Linked DNA regions of Mus musculus: region 1 is linked to region 2. The links are chromatin contacts, called in public promoter capture Hi-C maps. All regions are on one chromosome and are shown on one strand. Each heading gives the region's core, a stretch centred on a gene start, on an enhancer-like site or on the middle of the called end of the contact. The rest is flanking DNA. Distances are from core to core; before and after follow the strand shown. Region 1 holds the start of Cic (capicua transcriptional repressor). Region 2 holds the start of Pou2f2 (POU domain, class 2, transcription factor 2).

The links. Promoter capture Hi-C pulls out the DNA fragments that hold promoters and counts their contacts.
Region 1: a contact with region 2 is called in a promoter capture Hi-C map of embryonic stem cells, with 11 read pairs. The contact joins the promoter of Cic here to the promoter of Pou2f2 in region 2. A contact is called at or near these places in 23 of 39 promoter capture datasets (the 3T3-L1 cell line, 3T3-L1-derived adipocytes, the C10 cell line and 15 more), 7 of 15 datasets of contacts at CTCF or cohesin (CD8 T cells, the NIH/3T3 cell line, embryonic stem cells and 3 more), 51 of 484 Hi-C or Micro-C datasets (B cells, CD4 T cells, CD8 T cells and 24 more), 32 of 115 datasets of contacts at active chromatin or transcription factors (the 230-238 cell line, CD8 T cells, DN3 thymocytes and 20 more) and 3 of 9 other capture datasets (adipose tissue, liver and pancreatic islet).

Annotation. Positions count from the first base shown.
Region 1 is chr7:25,265,207-25,269,373 of GRCm38.p6, forward strand. Cic (capicua transcriptional repressor) reads left to right here and starts at 2,493. Exons shown (of 21, transcript NM_001302811.1): 1 at 2,493-2,550. Gm45974 (a long non-coding RNA gene) reads right to left here. Exons shown (of 3, transcript XR_001778066.2): 3 at 3,127-3,191.
Region 2 is chr7:25,130,561-25,134,207 of GRCm38.p6, forward strand. Pou2f2 (POU domain, class 2, transcription factor 2) reads right to left here and starts at 1,900. Exons shown (of 15, transcript NM_001163554.1): 1 at 1,865-1,900. The coding sequence starts at 1,892.

The sequences.
Region 1 (4,167 bases), core at 1,243-3,742, 140 kb after region 2:
TTACCACACGGATGCTTGGCCTCAAATCTCGGTCCTTTAGCTAGTGCTCTTCACCAGCCCAAACACGGTCTTAATGGTTGTATTTCTAGCACTTCAGAGAACAGAGTTCTACAATAGCATGGGTAATAGACTAAGTTCTCTGTGAACTTGTAAGGACAGTCAAATTTCCTTGAATCCCCGTGGAAGGTGGTGCTACATCCACTCCAGTAGTGACAAGCGCCACAGGCTCTGAAAACCTGGGCGCTGTCCCGAGGCGAAAAGTTCACGGAAACTTAGTCTCCTGGAATCGTGGCATCCTGTATAAAGAATGCGCCAATGTCCTTGCTTTAGTTGGTAAACGGATCTGTGTGCTTTCCCTTAATATTGCTTTATTACAAGTGCTCCTAAGAATTGATATTTTGACATATAGCTAAGTTAGATTCTAGGCAGTCCTTGATCTGACCTTGGGCATGGATAGCTAAGTCACTGCCCTACACAGAAATTTACCATTATCTTTTTTTTTTTTTTTTTTTTTTTTTGGCTTTTGGCTTTTGGTTTTTGGTTTTTGAGACAGGGTTTCTCTGTGTAGCCTCGGCTGTCCTGGAACTCACTCTGTAGACCAGGCTGGCCTTGAACTCAGAAATTTGCCTGCCTCTGCCTCCCAAGTGCTGGGATTAAAGGCGTGTGCCACCGCTGCCTGGAAATTGACCATTATCTAGGAAGATAACGAGGAACCAGAAGTAGATACTTAGAACCTAAAGTGACCTAAAGAGGAACCAGAGTAGATACTTAGAACTATAGATAGCTGAGTTACACCCAAACGCAAGTATTTACAATGGCCTAGGGGGAAGGTGGACTATACAATAGACTAGAGTAGGAACTATGGCAAGGGCACAAGCCCCTGGCTTCTAAGATTAAGTGGACCTTAGGTGGAGCTGTTTCTGATCCCAGTTGTTAACAGAATTTTATCTCAGTTGGTTCCTGCCAGTTCTTCCGTGTTTGCATTCCTCTGTTTTGTGTAAGAATCCAGTAACCTCTTTGTACCTTGCTGGTGTCACCCATCTTCCCTATTTTCTTCTGTATAAAAAGTTTGATGCTCAATTTGACAAATTACATTCAGATCCACACTCCCTTGTGTTGAGTCTGTCCATCCATTCCCGCTGACTCCTTGCCCACCTGAGACTAGAGACCCGTTCCATGCAGACAAGGGATCAATAGGGTCTGCGGCACGGTGGGAACTTCCTGTAGATATCGAGAAGTTGCCTCACTGTAAGTGCCATAGATAATGGGTGCTTTTTGCATGTCCTATGTGAAGCAGCCATATATCCCAGAACATTCTCTTACAGAGCATAGTGCAAGCATAAGGAAAGCAGAATAACTAAAAGCAGCTCAATGAGAAAGGGGTTTATCTCAACTTATATTTCATCAAGCCCATCTGAAGGGGCGTCAGGGCAGGAACTCTGGGCAAGAATTCAATGGGGAAGCCATGCAAGAACCCTTCATAATGGCTTGCTCTCCATGGTTTGTTTCGCCTGCTTCCCAGGACCACTTTCTCAGGGGTTGCACCCACCCACAATGGGTTGGACCCTCCTACACCAACCACTAATTAAGATAGTACTGCACTGACTTGCCTACAGGGCAATCTTTTGGAGACAATTGGGGTTCACTCTATGTCAGGATTTGGTACTTGTGTCAACTTAAAAACTAACCAGCACCAACAGTAAGATGTGCTACAATAGACCAGATGTGTGTGTGTGTGTGTGTTTCACTATTACAGTCTTGAGTATCCATCATATGCAAGAGAAACCTTCATTAGAGGAGGAGTACACCATTCTCCATTATCCTTTGATCCAAGGGAAACCTGATGGGAAGACTGAAGCTAGGGATAGTCACACCTGGTGTAAACTCGGCACCGGGGCAACAGCTGTCTATGCCTCAGAGGGTATGTGGCACATGCTCTTCTCCTCACCTCCGGTGTGACACCCACCCCAAGATTTTTACACATCTTTCCTCAGGTGTGAAAAGCCATAGGGCTATTCGCCTTCGGAATGAAGTGTGAAACCCCAGGAAGTGACGCAAAAGAAAAGTTTGGAGATTGGAGGGTGCGATCAGAAAAGTGCGCCGTCCTAAAATCAAAAAGTCTTGGAGTTGACATCACGGCCACAGGCCACGCGGGTTGCCAGTACTGCAGAGCGCGCTACCCTACAACCGCAGGTCCTCTCTCCTTCTGGTGGCAACAGGGCTTTCCGCGGGGCCGCGCCAGACTTTTTGAGACTGTTGATTGGCCGTAGTCCGGCCACCCGACAGCCAATCATGCAGAGGAAAGGTGACATCACTAGTTCTCCTCCCATCCCCCTACCCCAAACTTCTCTACTCTGGTTTACCAGCACCAACAACCACGTGGGGGAGGGGTAAGAGAGTAGAACCGGTGAGGTCATTGCACCGCCCCTGCCGTTGCTGATTGGCTGCGGGGCTCGCGGGTGTCGGTTGGCTGCTCTTTGCACCTCCCCCTCGTGCCGCTACAGCCGCCTCAGCGAGGAGCCACTGGCGACGCCAGAGCCAGCAATCCGGGTGAGTCGGGGCCCTGGGTCTAAGATGTTCCCAGTGTCCAGCGAGACTCAGGAGGAGCTGCCCTTTCCGACTTTTTCTCTTCGCCCGGGTTCTTTGGAGCTCCATGCACTCTGTCACATGGGAGTTGTAGTCTGACTTATGCTTCTGACTACGGGCCGGATACAGAAGAAGACTACTATTCCCAGCAGGCATTGCGTTCAGCTGGTCAACAAACCCTCGGGCCACGCCTCTCGAGCTTGTTTATTGGAGGGCATATCCTTTAGTCCCGCCTCCCTTCATTTTATTGGTTACTGTCCCTCGCAGGGGGTGGTTTCTTGCTTAAGATGGATGGTGATTGGGTACTGTAATTGTCATTCGGCATATAAATAGTCTGTTAATTGGTTAAAGGAGGTGTCCATTACTTGTTGTAAGGTAGAGTTCTAGGCAGATCAGGCAGTCGTAGGCTTAGGTTGGTGTCGGTCCCGGAGGGAGGCCGGTCTTGGAATTTGACCCCGCCCCTTGGCGCTGCCGGAAGAGCGCAATTGGTGGTAGCAAGTGTCGCTTGCGGATGATAGGCGGAGCCGACTAGACAGCGAATATCTATTGGTCTAGGTTGGCGCCGGTCACCGGGGTTGTGGCCGTTTATTGGCTGGTTGCTCCAGCTGTTGCAGGTCCATTCACCATTTTGTGTGTTGGAGTAAAAAAAAAAGGGAGAATCGAGAGGGAGAGCCGGAGGGGGGGCGGGGAGGGACCGGACCGGACTGAGCCGGGGCCACGGCCCCCCGCCCCGAAACCCCGCGGAGCCCGAGGTGAAGGGCGGGGCTAGGGCTGACACTGCGTGGGGGTGGAGGGGAGCTGGAGGCCGAGAGGGGACAGGTGGCAGGGACGGGAAAGGGGTACAGGGCAAAAGAGGTGGGCGGAATGGTGTGGGAAGGGGTGACAGAGTGGAAGAAGTGGTAGGAAGTGGGGAGTGACAGAAAAGGAGCAACTAGGGGAGAGTACTGATAACAGGAATGGAGGGGTAACAGGATTAGATCAGGGTGACAGGGAGAGGAAGGGGACCGAGTTGGAGGGGGTGATAAAGAGAGGCGATGGGCAGAGGTGTCAGATTTGGAGGTCTAGAGATGGCCGACAGAAGAGTGAATAGGAGGAATAGGTGATATAAATAAATGGGGGTGACCAGCGGGGGGGGGTAACAGGAGGGGGCCTAGTATCTGAGAAAATAAGGTAGAGGTGGTGACAAGATGGGAGAGAGTGGCAAGCGAAGATGGTGTCAGGAGGGTGGATGGAAATAGAGAGGATGAGACCCTAAAGGGCATGGGGTGGCCTCAGCTTCAGGAGTTTCACGTTCTGAAAGGGAGGTGAGGGCCCGCGGGACCCTGGGTAGTAGTTAGCTATGGTGCACAGGAAGAAGGTAGGCCCCAAGAAAGAGAGGTCTGGCTCTGGGGTAAAGAGACCAGTCCAGGTAACAGGGGTAAGGGATGTTGGCTGGTGTGCTTGTAGGCCCTGGGTGGGGTGTAAAGGTTTATGTTTGGACAGTGTTTGTACCAGATCTCAGGCTCCTGAATGGTGCCCTAGCAGGTCAGTGGGGAGATGGCAGTGGAGTCGGCTTAACTCACAGCACCTTGGTGCTGATCC
Region 2 (3,647 bases), core at 650-3,149:
GACTTGTCCACACTCACATTTGCATGTGCGCGCGCACACACACACACACACACACACACACACACAACCTATAGGGAGACACACACTCAGATGATGCCATAGGGTGGTGTATAAAAAAACCAACCCCATCCAGATACATGCATACACACATGCACTTACTCATATCCAGAGTGACACACACACATTCGCATATTCAAAGGCACAGGCAATCTGATATGCATACACCCGTGTCCAGAGTCAGTTCATTCTGAGAGGTAACCACGAAGACCTCTGAGACTCTCCAGGGTGGAGAGCCTGAGATCAGACGGTGAGTGATCTGCCCGAGGCCACACGATGTATTAATCACATCCTTACGATGGATTGATTCTTGCCAATGCTACACGGTGAAAACCCATAACAGTTCTCCTGGGTAGGACTTTTTCTTTTTTTTTTCACCCTACAGAAATCCCCAGTAAAAAGTCTAATGCTTTGTCCAGTGGCTACAAGTTCTCACTTGAAATGAGTCCATAGTGAAGCCGCTATATGTGTGCAGATGGCAGTCTGGACTTCATATGTACACTGAACAAGTAGATATGTGTACACCCACACGGCCACCTCAGTAAATAAATACCTGTCAATCCTCATCTTTCTACTGTCTACCACCATCATTTTTATATCCTAGCTCAGAGAACTCCTCCAGGAAGCCCTCCCTACTACCATGACAACAGAACTAGATAACTTCTGGACTCTATCATCTCTGCTCCACCCTCCACCCTCCAATCCCAGGTCTGATCACCACAGGATTGTCCTTTCCACTGAACTCGTGACTCCAGAAAAGCAGACCTGAAGCTGCCTAGCCCTGATATATCTTCAACACCAATATCCAACATAGAACGGCCCGGTAACCAGCGGTTGTTGAAGGGACTTGGCGATGCCCCCCACATACTGATGCATGTTGGACGGATGCACGCCAAGCCAACACTCACACCTACGGTCACCCAGGAGCTCGACGCACACTCGACCAAAGCTCCAGAAAAGCAGTCATGAAGTACTGATCCTTGGAATATCTCAGCACTGGTATTATCACCTTACACTTCCCAGTACTCTGCTGAGGTATGCTAAGTCTGCGCAGAGATGCATACCTTCTACGAAATGAGTCCCCAAGCGCAAATCACCTGATACGGTGCCTGCACCGTATCCAGCTCACCCAGGCAAGCATGTAGTAACTCAAAGACATAGAATGCATGCGCCACGGAGAAAGTCAGAGCAGGATAAGGAGACTGAGGGATATATAAGATTAGTGCCATTTTGCAGAATAAATGAAGTGGATCAAGAAGAAATCACTGCTACGGGCACACAGGAATGCCACGCACAGCAGCCCTCCCCCCTGCACACCCAGGAGAAATAGCAATAAGCACAGGACGCAGGACACCACACCCACACTCACACATATGCACACCTGCACCACACAAACGCAACTGCTTGGTCTTCCAAACCTGTTGCAGCCCTGTGTCTAAAGAATCGCCCACGCTGCCCAGCCCACCAGTTCCCCATATGAAGTCCAGCAAAAAACAAAACAAAACAAACAAACAAACAAACAAAAAACCACATGACCCTTCCTTTTTCCTGTTCCCTCAGTGGGGAGACAGACTGGAAGTATACCCCCCCACACACACACCCCATGCCTAATGCAAAACAGTATCAAAGAGGAGCTGAGGAGGGGGACTAGGTGAAGGAAGGAAAAGATGTTACTAAAGCACGGGGCCTCCCAAACAAGGGGGACAGCCGAAGAGGAGGTGCAGGAACCGTTGGCAGAGGTGGTCAGCAGAACGGCCCTAATATGCTATTTGTCCTCGCCACCCATGAGAAGGCATCAGCCTCTTACCTGGAGCCCCCATGCTGGAATGAACCATGCTGCCCGCCAGCCAGGGCTGGGGAACAACTGTGTCATCTCCCCGCCCTCTCTGGGGGCCAGCCCTCCCTGCCGGAAGTCACCCCGGGAGGAAACCACAGGGCCGGTCCGCCCCCTTCGGAAGGGAAAATACCCTGGCCCACAGGCCGACCCCAGCGGCCCAGGCGACCCCAGATCATGAGTGTATTTGAGTAGGGGCTTAGTCGGGTGGAAAGCGAGGACGCTGGAAGAACTGACTCTTGCTGGGGCCACACTAGGAGGTATCTATACAGTCCTTCTGCCCCCGCAGCACGGAGGGGTGGGGGCGAACACATCTGGAACAGGGCGTGTGGGGCTGTGAGAGAAGGTGAGGCTATACAATAACAATGGCAAACACAATTTGAGGTTTGTTCGAGGAGGGATCTCTCAGTGCCTAACCCTGCACCTCCCACGTAACAGGTGTCATAGTTTGACAGTATTTTGTGATTCGTCTTACAAACGACAAGACTGAAGATCAGAGAAGGGAGCAGTGGCTTTCTCAAGGATCCAGGGCCAAGATGCATCAAAGTAAAAAAAAAAAAAAAAAGGGGATGCTCAGGATGCTGTGGACAGACCAAGGCTTGCAACCTGTGCCACAGGTAAGGCATCCCGGGCCAATAGTGCCCATGAGCAGTGGCACAGTGGCAGTTAGGGCGAGGGGTGGAGGCCTAAGTCAGAGACAGCTAGAAGCCTGTCAGAGGGCAAACGCGTGCACCCGGGGCAGTGGAGCTGAGCTTGAGTCCTCAGGGTTCCTGTGGAGCGCTTTCAGCGAGCCGCTCCGCTCTCAGTCCTGCGGTTTTCCTGAAGCCCGCCAGAGGGCGGCAGCGTCCAGTCAATGGGCAGGAGGGCGGGGCCGGCTTCAGAGGAGGGAGCCCCGCCCTCCGCTCCATCCCGGCCCGCATCCTCCCCCGCCCCGCGCGCACACCTGCGAGGGTCACACAAAGGCGCAGGACTCGGGCGCACAGTAGCGCAGACAAAGGCAGGCGCGAGCCAACTGCCCTCTTCTCCCTCTCAGCTTCCTGGAGTCCGAGTTGCTGAGCTGCCTTGGCATCTCTTAAACAGTTCTCCTATCCACTAGGGCCATCCAGGACACTTTACACCCCAAGTGGAGGGTCCCCCAAACCACACGCGTGCACACATAGACGGCTGGATTCATCCTTCTACATACATGCATACACTGAAGTATTTCTTCTCAGACCAACCCTCCAGCATTTCACACGAATGCACACACAGAGATTCACTAGTGCACATCTCTACCATGGCCCCAATATCACCCCTCCCCGCAGACCAAGCTTCATCAGCTACATATGCTCTACTACTTCACCCAGACCCACAGGGCAGAGGGCACATCTACACATATGGCCAACGCAGGCCAGGTTACATGTGCCCACACTCCCATGTGCACAGCCATGAAGGACACAAAGAACTACATGGGTGCCCTCTGCCCCCAGCCCTGTGCAGGTGGACACCCCAAGACCTGGCAGATGGTCCTGACAGGAACGAACTCAGCTCTTAAGCTGCACACAGAGGGGACAGTTCCTGGGCATCTACACTCTATAATATCCCATTATCGGAAAGACCATTTCAGAGGGCATTTGCCGACCGCACAGCGGCTGGCGGCAGATTTTCTATACACGAGGGTCTTCCCAGCAGAAGTTGGGGGCAGTAAGGTAGCAGGTTTTTGTCTTGAAGCCTGATTTACCCAGTAAGCTCCATTTTCATTTAGGATTTATCTTTT